Regions from separate parts of the Sus scrofa genome. Here region 2 is linked to region 1. Evidence: chromatin contacts called from public Hi-C data. All regions are on one chromosome and are shown on one strand. Each heading gives the region's core, a stretch centred on a gene start, on an enhancer-like site or on the middle of the called end of the contact. The rest is flanking DNA. Distances are from core to core; before and after follow the strand shown.

Region 1 (7,918 bases), core at 3,059-5,558:
TCTCATGGGAACAGATGTTTGTTCACAGTCCTCGGCTATACTTCGCCAAACTAATGGTGTAAGGGTTTTAGCTTTCTGAACAGAAGCAGCTTATGTAACTCACTTGGTTTAGGGGAAAGAAATTCTGAGCATCCCCTTCCAGCTGGAATTCACTCTTTGGTCCAATGGCTGACATGGATAGGACTTTTGCTTCTCTTCTCTGGCTTACTGGTGAAAAAGAATATTTGTTTATATGATGTGAAAGGATATAAAGCAAAAGGGGAGAGAAGGAAGGAAGAGAAGGAACTTAGCAGGTGCCTCACATGCAGTTTGTGTCATGTTATGGAAAGTTCTGTGCAGGTGTTAGCCGAACCATTTTACAGATGTTGAATCAAAGAGGTCAGGTAACTTCCTTTATGCTGTAAGTACGGTGCTTTTTCTACTACACCACATGGAGCTATTATTCAGCTCTCAATTTTGATCATAGAAGAAGCTCTCGATATAGGATCCCAGATTTAATCTCTGTCCTTTAGGGACTTAGAACCTACTAGGGATCAAAGATTACAAGTCTGATTGATAAATGGATGGTTAAACCAATGGTTCCCAAGAGTGGCCTGGCCTTCCTAGAGGGCATTCAGAAAGAAGTGTGATTAAGGTTGCCTGGTGGCAGGCAGGTGCTTTAGGATGAGTGGGCAGGGGCTGGTGGCGCTGAAGCTCTCCCGTGTGTGGGACAGTTGGGCAAAAGGGAGTGTGTTCCCTCCTCAAATTCCAACACTTGCCTGTGGAGGAAATTCTTGCAGAGACAAAAAATGCTGTAGGAATTCAGAAAAAAAAATCATTCTAGCTGGGTGGACTAGAGTGTCTTCATCAAGGAGGGACTTTGGGGTTCTCCTGTGGCAACAGCGGGTTAAGGATCTGGAGTTGTCACTGTGATGGCTTTGGTCACTGCTGTGGCGCAGGTTTGACCCCTAGCCTGGGAGCCTCCACATGCTGTAGGTGCAGCCAAAAAAGAAAAAAAAAAAAAAAAAAGAAAGGAGGAGAGGGAAAGAAAGAAAGGGAGAGGGGAAGGGAGGGAGGGAGGAAAGAAGGACGGGAAAAGGAAGGAAATCAGGATTTAGGGATTCTTTTGGAGCTTCGGCTGCCAGTGGCAGCTCTGATTCAACCTCTAGCCTGGAAACATCCGTATACAGTGGGTGCGGCCCTAAAAAGCAAAAAAAAAATTTTTTAAAAAGAGGCAAAAGAAAAGAAAAAGAAAGAAAAGGAAAAAAAAAAGTACAGGAGAATGGGAAGGGAAGGAAAAGAAGAGACAGGAAGGAAGGCTAAAGGATTTCATAAAAGGCTCCAGATGTTCCTCTAGAAAAGGAAGGAAGGACAGCTAATGGCTGAAGAGGCAAGAGGAAAACCAAGACGATTTAGTGCCAAAGCCACATAGAAAGAGTTTCACACGAAGTTGGTCAGCTATCCTGCAGAGAGGATGAGCAGGCTGTGCACTAGAGTCAGGGTCGTAGTCAGGAGATTCTCGATGGCTCGCTCTTTCTTTCTTCCCTCCTCCCTCCCTCCCTCCCTCCTTCTCTCTCTTCCTTCCTTTCTCTCTTTCTTTTTATTGTAGGGCAGCATATGGAAATTCCCAGGCTAGGGATTGAGTTGAAGCTGCAGCTGCAGGCCTACGCCACAGCCAGAGCAACAGCAACGCAGGATCTGAGATGAATCTGCAACCTTCAGCACAGCTCATGGCAATGCTGGATACGCAACCCACTGAGCAAGGCCAGAGATCAAACCCACATGCTCATGGACGCTAGTCAGGTTCTTACCCCACTGGGCCACAGTGGGAACTCCTGAGCAGGCATTCTTTACCATCTCCAATCTTCAAAAAGATCCGAATCTTCCAGAGCTCTGGAGCCACAGCCCCACTATGCTGAAATGCTTTTGCGAAGTTCATTCTCTGCTTCAATATTACACAGTGGCACACCTTCTTAGAGTCCTTATTTAATCAGCCTCTCAGTTCAGCCTGCAAGCGCCCTCTGAGTGACCCAGAAACGGAATCATTTTCTTGGAGTTCCCTGGTGATGCAGGGGACTAAGGATCCAGCATTGTCACTGCAGCCGCTTGGGTCACTGCTGTAGCATGGGTTCGATCCCTGGCCCAGGATCTTCCACAAAACAAAAAACAAAACAAAACAAAAAACAGAAACAGTACCATTTTCTAAATGGGCTATGAAGTGACAACAGTTGGGAAGTAGCCCTCAAGGTGAGCTATGTAGTTCCTGCCTCTCTAGCAGGAAACAGAGTCCTCCAAATAAGAGACGTTGTGCAGGGTCACCGGGGAATCCATCGCCCACAGACACCTGGGGAAGGGGAGCCTTGCCTACATTCCGCAGGGAAGGGCCTCATCTTTCCACCTCGGCCGTCAGCCTGGTGACTGACGCAGCCATCACCATGCTCTGACTGTTGGGTTGATTGACAAGCCATGAGACAAGGAATGGAAAGGGCCAGATGGCTAAGAAAAGGTCAGGCTGCTTGGGGGCTTGGTGAAAAAGCTCGGGGAAGAAGGCCAGTGGCATGGTTCTGGCAAAGTCCCGTCTGGGCCTGGAGAAGGAAAAAGTGAATCAGAGCTTTAGAATTTCAAACTGGAAGGGATCTGGGGTGTTATCTAGCCTTGCATTTCATAAAATATTTCTCAGAACTCTTGTCTCACAACATGCTCAGTGATTAAAAAAAAAAATTCGAATCACTTTTGTTTGAGAAATATGGAAAACCACATTCCCCCCGGGACATTAGAGGGCAAAGCATCTGGGAAATCCTGTGGTAAAGACACCTGTTACCTGGTATCTTCATTTATTTTATTTTATTTTAAAATGATTTTTATTTTCTCCATTATAGCTGGTTTACAGTGTCCTGTCCATTTTCTACTGTACAGATAGCAAAGTGATCCAATCACACACACATGTATACATTCTTTTTCTCGCATTATCCCCCATCAAGCTCCATCGCAAGTGACTAGATATAGTTCCCAATGCCACACAGCAGGATCTCCTTGCTTATCCACCCCAAAAGCACTAGTTTGCATCCATTAACCCCAGATTCCCAGTCCATCCCACTCCCCGCCCCTCCTCCTTGGCAACCCCAAGTCTGTTCTCCAAGTCCATGAGTCTTACCTGGTCCTTCCAAAACATCATTTCACCATTAAACACCTCGTATCATCTAACAGAACCAGTGTTCTGCAGAGTTCATTCTGAGGACCAGAGGTCCAGTCTCTTCCTTGTGTACCACAAACAGTAAACCGAGACGCTTGAAAGCTAAGTGATTTATCTAAGGACAGACTCAGAGCTAAAGACTTGACTTCGATGGCCCTTACCGCTTTATAAATCTAAATAAATGAATACTTCTTAAGCATAGTACATATAAAATTACCATTTGCTCATACTCTTGAGAAAAATACTCAACCAAAAAGGATTTGTAAAAATGACCTGTCCACTAAGTCACAACTCCCATTCCTGCATGCATTCTGGATTCTGGATTTTCTACAAGAGTTTATATTTTTGCTTTAAACATATGTTTTTTGCTTACATGAGACATAACAATGTAACAGTAATCAAGCACATGTGATGTTCCAGGCACCCTGTGAAGGGCTTTGTATGCATTTTCTCCACTAATCCTAACAAATCTATAAATGAGCTGACATGATCACACCATTTCAAGTTGAAGAAGCTGATGAAGTTCCCTGCAGTGGCCCAGCAGTTAAGAGACCCGACTAGTATGCTTGAGGATGCGGGTTTGACCCCTGGCTTCGTTCAGTGGGTTCAAGATCCAGCGTTGCCCTGAGCTGTGGTGTAGGTCACAGACTCAGCTTGGATCCTGAGTTCCTGTGGCTGTGGCACAGGCTGGCAGCTACAGCTCTGATTCGACCCCTAGCCTGGGAACCTCCAGATGCCGTGGGCGTGGCCCTAAAAAGTAAATAAATAAATAACATAAATAAGGTTGAAGAAGCTTAGACGCAGAGAAGTAAGGAGTTGTCCAAAGTTATGTAGGTGAAGAAGCTGCATCTCTGACCCAGGTCTGGCCAACTCCAGAGCTTACAGTCTTAACCAATGATGTTTTCATAAGATGCAGGAAGCTCTGTGGATTTAGAAGATTCCACACTGACATCTCAAACTGTTCTGTTTCATCAGCCCCCAGTAGGAAAAGCAAGTGACTCAATGACAAAAGAATTTATACTAAGGCAGTGACATGTTGAGCAAGGCTCCAGCCTGCTGTTTATTCTCTGGCTTTCTATAAATCATGCAGCCTTAAGAAAGAGGTGGGACTTTGTGTAGTCAACTTTGAAAAAGACCGCAGAAGCCAGAATTGCATCATCATGTGAGGTCTGCGACTAACCACCTGCTTGGTCATCACTTGACCAGTTGAGTAAGACGGCCAGGCCGTGAGAGGAAAAGTCAACGACCCACAGGCACACAGACACGCTATTTTTTTCCTTCCTTTTTATTCATGGCCTCATGAGGAATGCTGTGGGAAAACATTCAATTCCTGAAGTTCCACTGACGACAAATGAAGATATTTGAACTAACTCTTGCTAAGAAACCATAATCCCCAAACACAGACCCTATCATAATTATACTTGAGAATTGCATTTTTTTTTTCTGTTTTTTTTTTTTTTTTTTCAAAGTGAAAATGCCTCGGAAAATTGCAAAGCCATCTGACTTCCCATGGGTAGAATTTATTAGATGTGGAAATAATTTACCTTTGGCGTTCTTGCTCTAACACAGTGGGTTAGGAATCCAACTGCAGGGGCACGAGTTCGATCCCTGGCCTGGGACAGTGGGTTGAGGATCTGGTGTTGCCACAGCTGTGGCATAGGTCTCAGCTTAGGCTCGGATTCAATCCCTGGACCAGGAACTTCCATATGCCAAATGTGCAGCCATTAAAAAAATAGAAAGAAAATAATTCACCTTCTTATAGGTAGACCTTGTGATTAGCCTTTAAGGAAAACTAAGATCAGAGTAATAAAATCTTCCGTGTGCAGAGTGGCCATCGCTCAAAAACCATATCCATTTCCTCTTTCTGATGCTCACAGGAGCCTTCTGAACGTGAACGCGTGTTGGGCTGCTTTTTCATAGTCAGTAAACTATGTATTGAGTGGCTATTTTGTGCCAGGCACTGGCAACACACTAGCAAATGAAGGAAAGGTGGCAGTCAATGAATGAATGAATAGTGAATGAACAATTAAATAAAGATGCTATTTGGTAGCTGACTGAGAAAGAGGGCCAGAGCAGTTCCTTTAGAAGAGCATCTCAGAACAGGGACTTGTAACCAGAGACCTAAATGCTAAGGAGCGCGTTTGGCAAGGACCGGACCTGCTCTTCCGCAGAGATGAGAACAATGAGACTCAAACGGAGTCAGTGACGAATGGCTATATGGTTTGTCCGCGATGAACTTGGACTTCAACCACACGTTTCCGAGTCCAAGGACAGTGCTCTGCCTGTCCACCGTCCCCTTCAACAGCAGACATGGTGGGATATGTGAATAATGCCCATCGCTCCTTCTGCGCACTAGGAGAGCCAGCCTAAATACTCTAAGTGGTCTTTTTGACAGTTCTTTTTGCTTTTTATGGCCACAGCTGTGCCATACGGAAGCTCCCTGGCTAGGGGACGAATGGGAGCTGCAGCTGAGGCCTACACCAGGCCACCGCAACGCCAGGGCTGCCTGCTTATGTTCTGATCAAAAGGAGTGTATACAGGGATAACTCTGAGAGGCTTTTTTTTTTTTTTTCCTTCTCTCTCTTTCCTCACTCTCATGTGTGAGTATCTCTTAGTTTGGGGCAGGAACGGGCACACTGCATCTGACTGTCCCGCCCAGTGCCTAGGACTTCACCATGTCCAGCTTCCCTCTACCAGTGGCCCTATGCCGAATGATTCAAAATATTTGTGCCTCTCTTCGCAAATGTATTGACAAGATTATGAGGCAAGACCTTTCGATGGAATGCCATTATTGCAGTTTGAAAAATCCCTGGATTTCATGAACATAGATGATTAAAGAAACTTTTAAAGAAGCTGTTGACAAGAATACTTCCAAAATAGATTAGATGCGAATTCAAAAGATGACCACACACACACACACACACACATTCTTAGGGGCACTTTCTGATCTTTGTAGGAAAAATAGGCAATTAACTAACATGCATTTAGCGAAAACTCTGTTGGTATTGGAACTGAAAATTTTCATCCAGATTGGGAAAGACCCAAAAATATCTTGACAAAAAAACACCCAATTAAATAGTAGTCATAAACTTGTTTAAATCTTTTTTGTTGATATTGATTCATGTACTACATAATTTTAAGTGGCTTAATTTTATTTGTTTTTATCAAAGTATAGTTGATTTACAATATGATGTCAGTTTCGGGTATATGGTATAGTGATTCGGTATTTTTATAGATTATACCTCATTAAAAGTTACTAAAGGAGGGAGTTCCCTTCGTGACTCAGCAGTTAATGAATCTGATTAGGATCCGTCAGCATTCGGGTTTGATCCTCGGCCTCACTCAGTGGGTTAAGGATCTGGTATTGCTGTGAGCTGCGGTGTGGGTTGAAGACGCGGTGGCTCAGATCCTGCCTTGTTGTGGCTGTGGTGTAGGCTGGCGGCTATAGCTCCGATTCGACCCCTAGCCTGGGAACCTCCACATGCTGCAGGTGGGCCTCCCACCCCTTAAAAAAGTTACTATCAAATAAGGGCTCCAGGAGTACCCGATAATGGCACAGCAGAAACGAATCCAACTAGTATGCATGAAGATGAGGGTTCGATGCCTGGCCTACATCAGTGGGTTAAGGGTCCGGTGTTGCCCTGAGCTGTGGTGTGGATTGCAGACACAGCTTGCATCCCAAGTTGCTGTTGCTGTTGCTGTTGCTGTGGCTCTGGCATAGGCCGGCAGTAACTCTGATTCAACCCCTAGCCTGGGAACCTCCATATGCTGCAAGTGTGGCCCTGAAAAGCAAGCAAAAAAAAAAAAGTTCTCTAATCCCCTGTGCTGAAAACTATATCCTTGCTGCTTATCTGTTTTATGCATAGTGGTTTGTATTTCTTAATCCCAGGCTCCTGCTGTGCCCTGCTTCCCTCTCCCTACTCTAACTACTAATTTGTTTTCCATATCTGTGAGTCTGATTCTATTTTGCTGTAACACTGGTTTGCTTTATTTTTCAGAGTCCACATATCATGCAGTATTTGTCTTTTCTGAGTTATTTCACTAAGGGTGGTATTCACAGATCCATCCATGTTGCTGCAAATGGCAGAATTTTATTCTTTTTTATGACCGAGTAATATTCCTCACACTGTATACAAAAAATGAATGAAAGACCTAATGTAAAACCTGAAGCCATAAAACTTCTAGAAGGAAACATAGGCAGAGCACTCTGATATAAATCACAGCAACATTTTGGGGGGCTCTATCTCCTAAGGCAAAAGAAGTAAAAGGAAAAATAAACAAACAGGAGCTAATTAAACTTAAAAGCTTTTGCCTAGCAAAGGAAACCATCACAAAACAAAAGAAAATAAAACCCTACTGAATGATAGAAAATATTTACAAATGATATGACCACAACTTTCAATATCCAAAATATATAAACAGCTCATATGACTCAGTATCAAAAAACTCAACCATGAAAAAAATGGGCAGATCTGAATAGACATTTTCCAAAGAAAACATGCAGTTGGCCAACAAGCATACAAAAAATGTTCAAAATCAGTACTCATCAGAGAAATGCACATCAAGAGCACAATGAGATATCACTTCACACTGGTCAGAATGACTACCTTGAAAAAGTCTGCAAATAACGAATGTTGGTTAGGATGTGGAGAAAAGGGATCCCTTGGGCACTGTTGGCAGGAGTGTAAATTGGTGGAGCCATTGTGGAAACCACTGAAGCTTCCTCAGAAAACGAAAAATCGAACC
Region 2 (7,205 bases), core at 2,622-5,121, 820 kb after region 1:
CGTACATTTTTTGGAACCACATTTTTCTCCCAAACAAGTCACTTCCAGTCACGTCCAGTCGTGGTAGTGTAACACCGTCTTTAATACCACCGGAAACTGAGATGCCTTTATGTTCTAACCAGACCAGTAAGGAAGCCGTTGTGCATTAGGACCAGACACTATCCTTTAGGGTGACCGAGAGGCAGCAGGATGGTCCCCCACCACCAAGTAGCATGCTCCCAGGCCCTCTGCAGTCTAGAGAAGGCGGGAGTGGTGCCAAGCAAGGGCCGCGTGGGAATTACCATGCACTGTACCAGCCTGGTCTCACCCCTCGCCAAGGGGCAGGGGAGGGTATGTTTCCGGCTCTGCAGGAGTCATCTGTGATGCCCGGGCTACTTGCAGTCAAGGGAAATCAGCATCTCATTCTTTAATCGGAGGCCTTCCTGAACTTCCAAAGCTGTCAGACCTTCCCTCAGGATGTCTCCGCAGAAGAATGGGTGCCAGAGTTCTAGGGGGGCCTCAACGGGTAGCCCTGAGCTGGACAAAGCACAGAGGAATATGCAGTCTGCGACCTTCAGCCTACAAACGTCTGAGGTGTGAGTGTGAGAACTGAGAAACACCTGGGAATGGCAGGAGGACCCACAGCCCATCTGGTTTTCTTCCTGCTGGGCGGTGGGAAAGGGGACCCCAGCCTTTCACCAGCGCCACCTGAAGGAGCCCAGATCTTGGTGGAGGTGCCGGAGCCATGGGATTATTTCTTCAGTAGTCCCCACGTCAAGACCTCGGTTGTCCACAGAGGGCTCATGGCACACAAGGCTGAATTGGGCAGGGTGGGGAAAGTTAAAAAGCCCACACACACAACTGGTACGTACATGCACCCAGGGGGGTTCTGAACAAGCCCTCGCGAGAGCAAGTGGACATTTAAGGAAGGATTCTCCTGGGTCCCTAGCCCTCCTCCAGGCAGCTGCCTGGCCAGGTCCAGAGGAAGAAGGGGACAGGGTTGATCCAGAGCCAGATCTTGCCCCCCCATCCTCTTTCTAAACAGTCAGAGTCACAGCTCTAGCTGTAAATTGGATATGCAATTAAGGGTTTAAATTAAGCCACACTAAGTTTTAATTACCAAATGTGACCAGGAAGTTATGGAACACACCCAAGATTTTCTTAAGGGAGGAGAAAATAGTGGATTCTACACAGCACAACTGAACAGAGAGATCTCACAAAGTACATGCGGCTCTTTCATTCTCCTTGGGCTCCATTGCAATGCCTTCAAGATCCCATTGTCACAGAAGCAATTTTTGTGCTCTCCTGGTCAAATAATCCGAGAATGTTAATTTCCCTTTTCTTCCCCGTACTTTTTGCCTACTTCTGGGATTGCATAGTTGAGTTTCACTCATGGGCCACCCCACATTCAACCTCTCACTAAAAGTTCAAAGTCAAGTATGTGGCCATTTGCAAGAGAATCTGTCTGGCGTGGAAGCCTAGGTCTCCAGAGTGAGGGATTAGCGGACATGCCAAAGCCTGCATCTGCTTCCTGGGCGACCTCTTGAGGCGCGCACACAGCAGGAGCCGAGCTCTCGGGCCGGGCTCCCTAGAGGAGCGAGCTCAGGAGCCCCATTCTGAGCACAGGCTGCAGTTGACCTTTGTTTGCAGTTAGTCGCTCTTGTGGGTTCTAGCTTATTCTGGATTAAGGGGACCTTGACTTGATGTCAGATGCTTTTAGAAACACCTTTTCAGTCTCCATTGATGAAACCGGATGGGGCGGCCGGATGTGCAGGGTGAGGGCAAGTTGGGTGGGACTACTCCAGACAGGAGATCCGCCCTTTATTTTTATGTGAAGATTTTTGTGCCCAAATCTCCCCCCTTATTGTTACCAGGGTTAAAACAAAAAACAAACATTTGAAAATGAAATAGTATTTGTGTTCCTGCTTTCTAATTTTAAAAATAAATTATGAGGAGTTCCCGTCCTGGCGCAGTGGTTAACGAATCCAACTGGGAACCATGAGGTTGCAGGTTCGATCCCTGGCCTTGCTCAGTGGGTAAAGGATCCGGCGTTGATTGAGCTGTGGTGTAGGTTGCAGACATGGCTCGGATCCCACGGTGCTGTGGTGTAGGCTGGCGACTACAGCTCTGATTCGACCCCTACCTGGGAACCTCCATATGCCGCGGGAGCGGCTCAAGAAAAGGCAAAAAGACAAAAAAATAAAAATAAAAATAAATTATGAATCTCTAAGCCTGATATTTTTCCAGATGAATAAAATAATAGTTTTCCCCAGGAGCTTCCCTGAGGCTCCTCTTCTTCCACTGTATGCCAGCTGACCAAAAAACTAATAAAGATGTATGTCCTGGTGGGTCCTTCACGTCAGTGGATAATTATGTAACTCTAAGAAGTCATGCCACAATCTTAAAATAGTCATTCTTCAATCAGCCAAGATACTCAGTCAATAAATGTCATTCCATGTGACCGTGACGACGACTGCCAAGTTGTGCGATCTTAAAATGTAGGGAGGAAAAGAACAAGAAGGGTGAATATCCAGGATAGGACCAGACTCGGGGGAGGGGCAGATTTTCGGGTAAACCGGCCAGACTCCACCGAAGTCCATTCATATCTGGAAGTCTTTATCGTTGTCTCAAGCCTGGAATCAATGACCATCATCCCCTTGAGAGTCTGAAACCTGAAACAAGCATTTTTCTTTAAGCACCTTTGCAAAAGCACTTAATTTTCCATGAGAACTCACTGTCTTGACCTGGCTCCTGGAATTCAAGAAAAGGGTGGAAAGTCGAGTCCAATAAGTGAATAACTTTCAGGAACTTCAAACTTCATTATTTCTGATGGCAACCCAACGCGTTTTCCATTGTAAAAAAAAAGAAAAAGAAAAAAGAGAGGGAGAAGTATCCTGCGCTCAAGTAGCTCTTTCCAAGAGGGGGATGAGAGCACAGCCCTCTTCCGCCGCGAGAGGCTCACATTCTATATCTGGTTGGCTCAGAGCGTCTTTGTTTCGAGTCCAGCCCCTGGTTGAGGGTCAGCTAACGAAGGACAGAACGAGGTTCAAATTCTTTAATTAGTTCTGTCAGTGATTCTCTGTGGTTGGCAATAAAAGAAGTACTTTCTGGGAGATCAGGTTCTCACACTGGAACGTTGGATAAAGCACTTGAAAGGCCAAGATCATTTTCAGCCCATTGTTCTAGCCTGTTTCTTTTTTTGCTAAAGTGCTTCGGAGCCAAAATTTTTTATGTCATCCCCACAGTCGGGGCCCACGGGCACCAATGAGAATGTGGCTTTTTCAGGTATTCATGCATGGAGACCCACCGTCTGAGCCGGGCTTGGGGAGGCAGGGCACTCCCCGAGCCAACTGGGAGAAGAAGCAATTTTAGTTTGGAAATGTTGGGAATGAGCGATGCACTCTGAGATTCATGTTTCCTGCAATGTCAGAGGTCAAGTCCAAAGTGAGAATGCTTCCGGAAGGATGCGGGCAGCTTGCGGAGGATGCTGAAACTTGCTTAGAAATCAACAGGGCGGGGGGAGAACAAGCCCAAACAAAAAACAAACGGGGAAAAAAAAACCCAAACTTTCAAACAAGCGTCTTTGGAATGATCATGCTCTTTCAGTCCAGCGAGTCCTAATCTCTCAACTCCACGGAGGTCTGTCTACAACTGACCACATACCTTGATGCAAAGGCAACAAATAACCTTAAAACTATGTAACTTCATTGATCTAACCATGTCCCGAGACAGAAATTCTTCAGAGAGCACAGGATAAAAACAGGATTCCAGTTTTATCTCAAAAATGGGACATTGCAAATTCGGGCAAAACCCACAAAGAAGAAGTGACCATGTCTTTCCGGCTCTTGGAGCAGCTGGAGCATGTCTGGAAGGAACCACACCCGCTGCCTCCTCACTGAGTCACCCCCCCGCCCCCATCCCGGAGCGCCGGCCTCACTTCCTGACCAGGAGAAGGTCTCCTAGGAGGGATCCCTTCTCTGTCCCCTGCCTGGGGCCACGGGCAGGGAGAAGGTGTCCAATCTTAGGGTGACAGCTAATTTCATAAGTGTTTCTCTAGGGCAGTCTGACTTTTCTCCAAAGACCTAGAGCAAACCCAGGTCACACATTCATTGGAGGGGGAAACATTTACTGTTTAAAGGTTACCTTCTTGCCACTGTCCAGGAAAAAAAAAAGCAATTCCTCGGGAGTATCACTTCTCTGGTTTAAGCACCAGGTGACTCTTAAAACTGTCTTGGGACAACATCTTGTTCGCCACAGGAGAAATTCAAACATCAAGACCGAAAACAGGAGTTGGGGGTGCAGTGGAAATGAATCTGACAAGTAACCATGAGGTCCTGCGTTCGATCCCTGTCCTCGCTCAGTGGGTTAAGGAGCCCACGTTGCTGTGGCTGTGGTGCAGGCCAACAGCTGTAGCTCCGATTAGACCCCTAGCCTGGGAACCTCCATATACCTCAAGTGTGGCCCTAAAAAGCAAAAAAAAAAAAAAAAGTAAAGAAAACAAAAGCAGAGAGAGAACAGAGGGAGTAGACATGGGTTTACCATGTGTGGAGCAAAGACTCATCACTCTGCTTCCCTACTGCACATGCGTGTCGCTCTCTGCTTCCCTGTGGACATGCGTGTCGCTCTCTGCTTCCCTGTGGACATGCGTGTCACTCTCTGCTTCCCTGTGGACATGTGTGTCACTCTCTGCTTCCCTATGGACATGCGTGTCACTCTCTGCTTCCCTATGGACATGCGTGTCACTCTCTGCTTCCCTACTGGACATGCGTATCACTCTCTGCTTCCCTGTGGACATGCGTGTCACTCTCTGCTTCCCTATGGACATGCGTGTCACTCTCTGCTTCCCTATGGACATGCGTGTCACTCTCTGCTTCCCTACTGGACATGCATGTCACTCTCTGCTTCCCTATGGACATGCGTGTCTCTCTCTGCTTCCCTACTGGAGATGCGTGTCACTCTCTGCTTCCCTATGGACATGCGTGTCACTCTCTGCTTCCCTATGGACATGCGTGTCGCTCTCTGCTTCCCTATGGACATGCGTGTCGCTCTCTGCTTCCCTATGGACATGCGTGTCGCTCTCTGCTTCCCTACTGGACATGTGTGTCGCTCTCTGCTTCCCTGTGGACATGCGTGTCACTCTCTGCTTCCCTGTGGACATGCGTGTCACTCTCTGCTTCCCTATGGACATGCGTGTCACTGCTTCCCTATGGACATGCGTGTCTCTCTCTGCTTCCCTATGGACATGCGTGTCGCTCTCTGCTTCCCTACTGGACATGCGTGTCGCTCTCTGCTTCCCTGTGGACATGCGTGTCACTCTCTGCTTCCCTACTGGACATGCGTATCACTCTCTGCTTCCCTGTGGACATGCGTGTCACTCTCTGCTTCCCTGTGGACATGCGTGTCACTCTCTGCTTCCCTATGGACATGCGTGTCACTCTCTGCTTCCCTATGGACATGCGTGTCACTGCTTCCCTATGGACATGCGTGTCTCTCTCTGCTTCCCTATGGACATGCGTGTCACTCTGCTTCCCTACTGGACATGCGTGTCGCTCTCTGCTTCCCTGTGGACATGCGTGTCACTCTCTGCTTCCCTACTGGACATGCGTATCACTCTCTGCTTCCCTGTGGACATGCGTGTCACTCTCTGCTTCCCTGTGGACATGCGTGTCACTCTCTGCTTCCCTATGGACATGCGTGTCACTCTCTGCTTCCCTATGGACATGCGTGTCACTGCTTCCCTATGGACATGCGTGTCTCTCTCTGCTTCCCTATGGACATGCGTGTCACTCTGCTTCCCTACTGGACATGCGTGTCGCTCTCTGCTTCCCTATGGACATGCGTGTCTCTCTCTGCTTCCCTATGGACATGCGTGTCGCTCTCTGCTTCCCTATGGACATGCGTGTCACTCTCTGCTTCCCTATGGACATGCGTGTCACTGCTTCCCTATGGACATGCGTGTCTCTCTCTGCTTCCCTATGGACATGCGTGTCGCTCTCTGCTTCCCTACTGGACATGCGTGTCGCTCTCTGCTTCCCTATGGACATGCGTGTCACTCTCTGCTTCCCTATGGACATGCGTGTCACTCTCTGCTTCCCTACTGCACATGCGTGTCACTCTCTGCTTCCCTACTGGAGATGCGTGTCACTCTCTGCTTCCCTATGGACATGCGTGTCACTCTCTGCTTCCCTATGGACATGCGTGTCACTCTCTGCTTCCCTATGGACATGCGTGTCTCTCTCTGCTTCCCTATGGACATGCGTGTCGCTCTCTGCTTCCTTACTGCACATGCGTGTCACTCTCTGCTTCCCTATGGACATGCGTGTCACTCTCTGCTTCCCTATGGACATGCGTGTCACTCTCTGCTTCCTTACTGCACATGCGTGTCTCTCTCTGCTTCCCTATGGACATGCGTGTCGCTCTCTGCTTCCTTACTGCACATGCGTGTCACATGTGTTTTCTGTGACCGTCAGGACCATGCCCGCTGCCGTCATCCCCCTCAGGGCATCGCTGAGTTCCACTCCCGGCCTGCCTAGCTCAAGGGTGTTCTTGCCGGGGGAACAGGTCAGGCTCTTGCTTTATTCAGATGAAGTGTGAGGCAGAAGTGATTTCTTTTCACAAGGGCATCGCGCTGCACACCTAGCTTGCAGAATATTCGACGGCATGGCGAGTTTGTAAGGTGTTATCTGGGCAAGTGTGGCCAGGGGACAGGGAAGACAGACGTGCAGCTCACTCAGTGACGTGCCCTGCCTGCCATCCTCTTCCATACCCTGCCCTCTGGGCATCTGGTTATATGCGTTCTCGACCCAGTGATATCTGTGACTTTGCCCACGATGTCCCCCTTTGCTGATGTCTGCACATCAGGCCGGCGTCTTGGCTGGAAGGATGATCTCCCTGTGCCCCAGTTCCACAGCAGGGCTTTGAAGTTTTCGTGCTGGGTCTTTCAAATGATTTCTTCTGCCCACCCTGCTCCGGATTACTTGAAAAATAGCAAATAACAACAGCAAGCCTGTCTTAAATTTGCCAAAAGAAATTGCCTGGGACTTTTCAGAAGCCACATTCAATTTATGAATAAATGAAATGGATCTTCTCGACCAGCCATGACAATAAGCGCTGGCCTACATATTCAGGCCTGAAAGGAGTGGAGGCAGTGGGCCTAATGAGAAGCAGTCAGCGAATCTAATGAGAATCAGACAGAAGGCCTAATGAGACATTTAACATGCTCTGCC

What was found. A called contact is a pair of places that touch in the nucleus more often than the background predicts.
Region 2: a contact with region 1 is called in a Hi-C map of embryonic fibroblasts, with 2.1 times the contacts expected there. The contact joins two enhancer-like sites. A contact is called at or near these places in 2 of 47 Hi-C or Micro-C datasets (embryonic fibroblasts and heart right ventricle).

The regions. Positions count from the first base shown.
Region 1 is chr18:52,723,668-52,731,585 of Sscrofa11.1, forward strand. No RefSeq gene overlaps it. Among named protein-coding and RNA genes, the nearest start is that of INHBA, 160 kb to the right of the region's middle. Within about 2 kb of position 4,309, at least 13 of the 83 cell types and tissues checked have an H3K27ac peak or open chromatin away from gene starts, as enhancers often do. A contact at or near this core is called in embryonic fibroblasts, where this site is marked.
Region 2 is chr18:53,544,405-53,551,609 of Sscrofa11.1, forward strand. No RefSeq gene overlaps it. Among named protein-coding and RNA genes, the nearest start is that of INHBA, 660 kb to the left of the region's middle. Within about 2 kb of position 3,872, at least 7 of the 83 cell types and tissues checked have an H3K27ac peak or open chromatin away from gene starts, as enhancers often do. A contact at or near this core is called in embryonic fibroblasts, where this site is marked.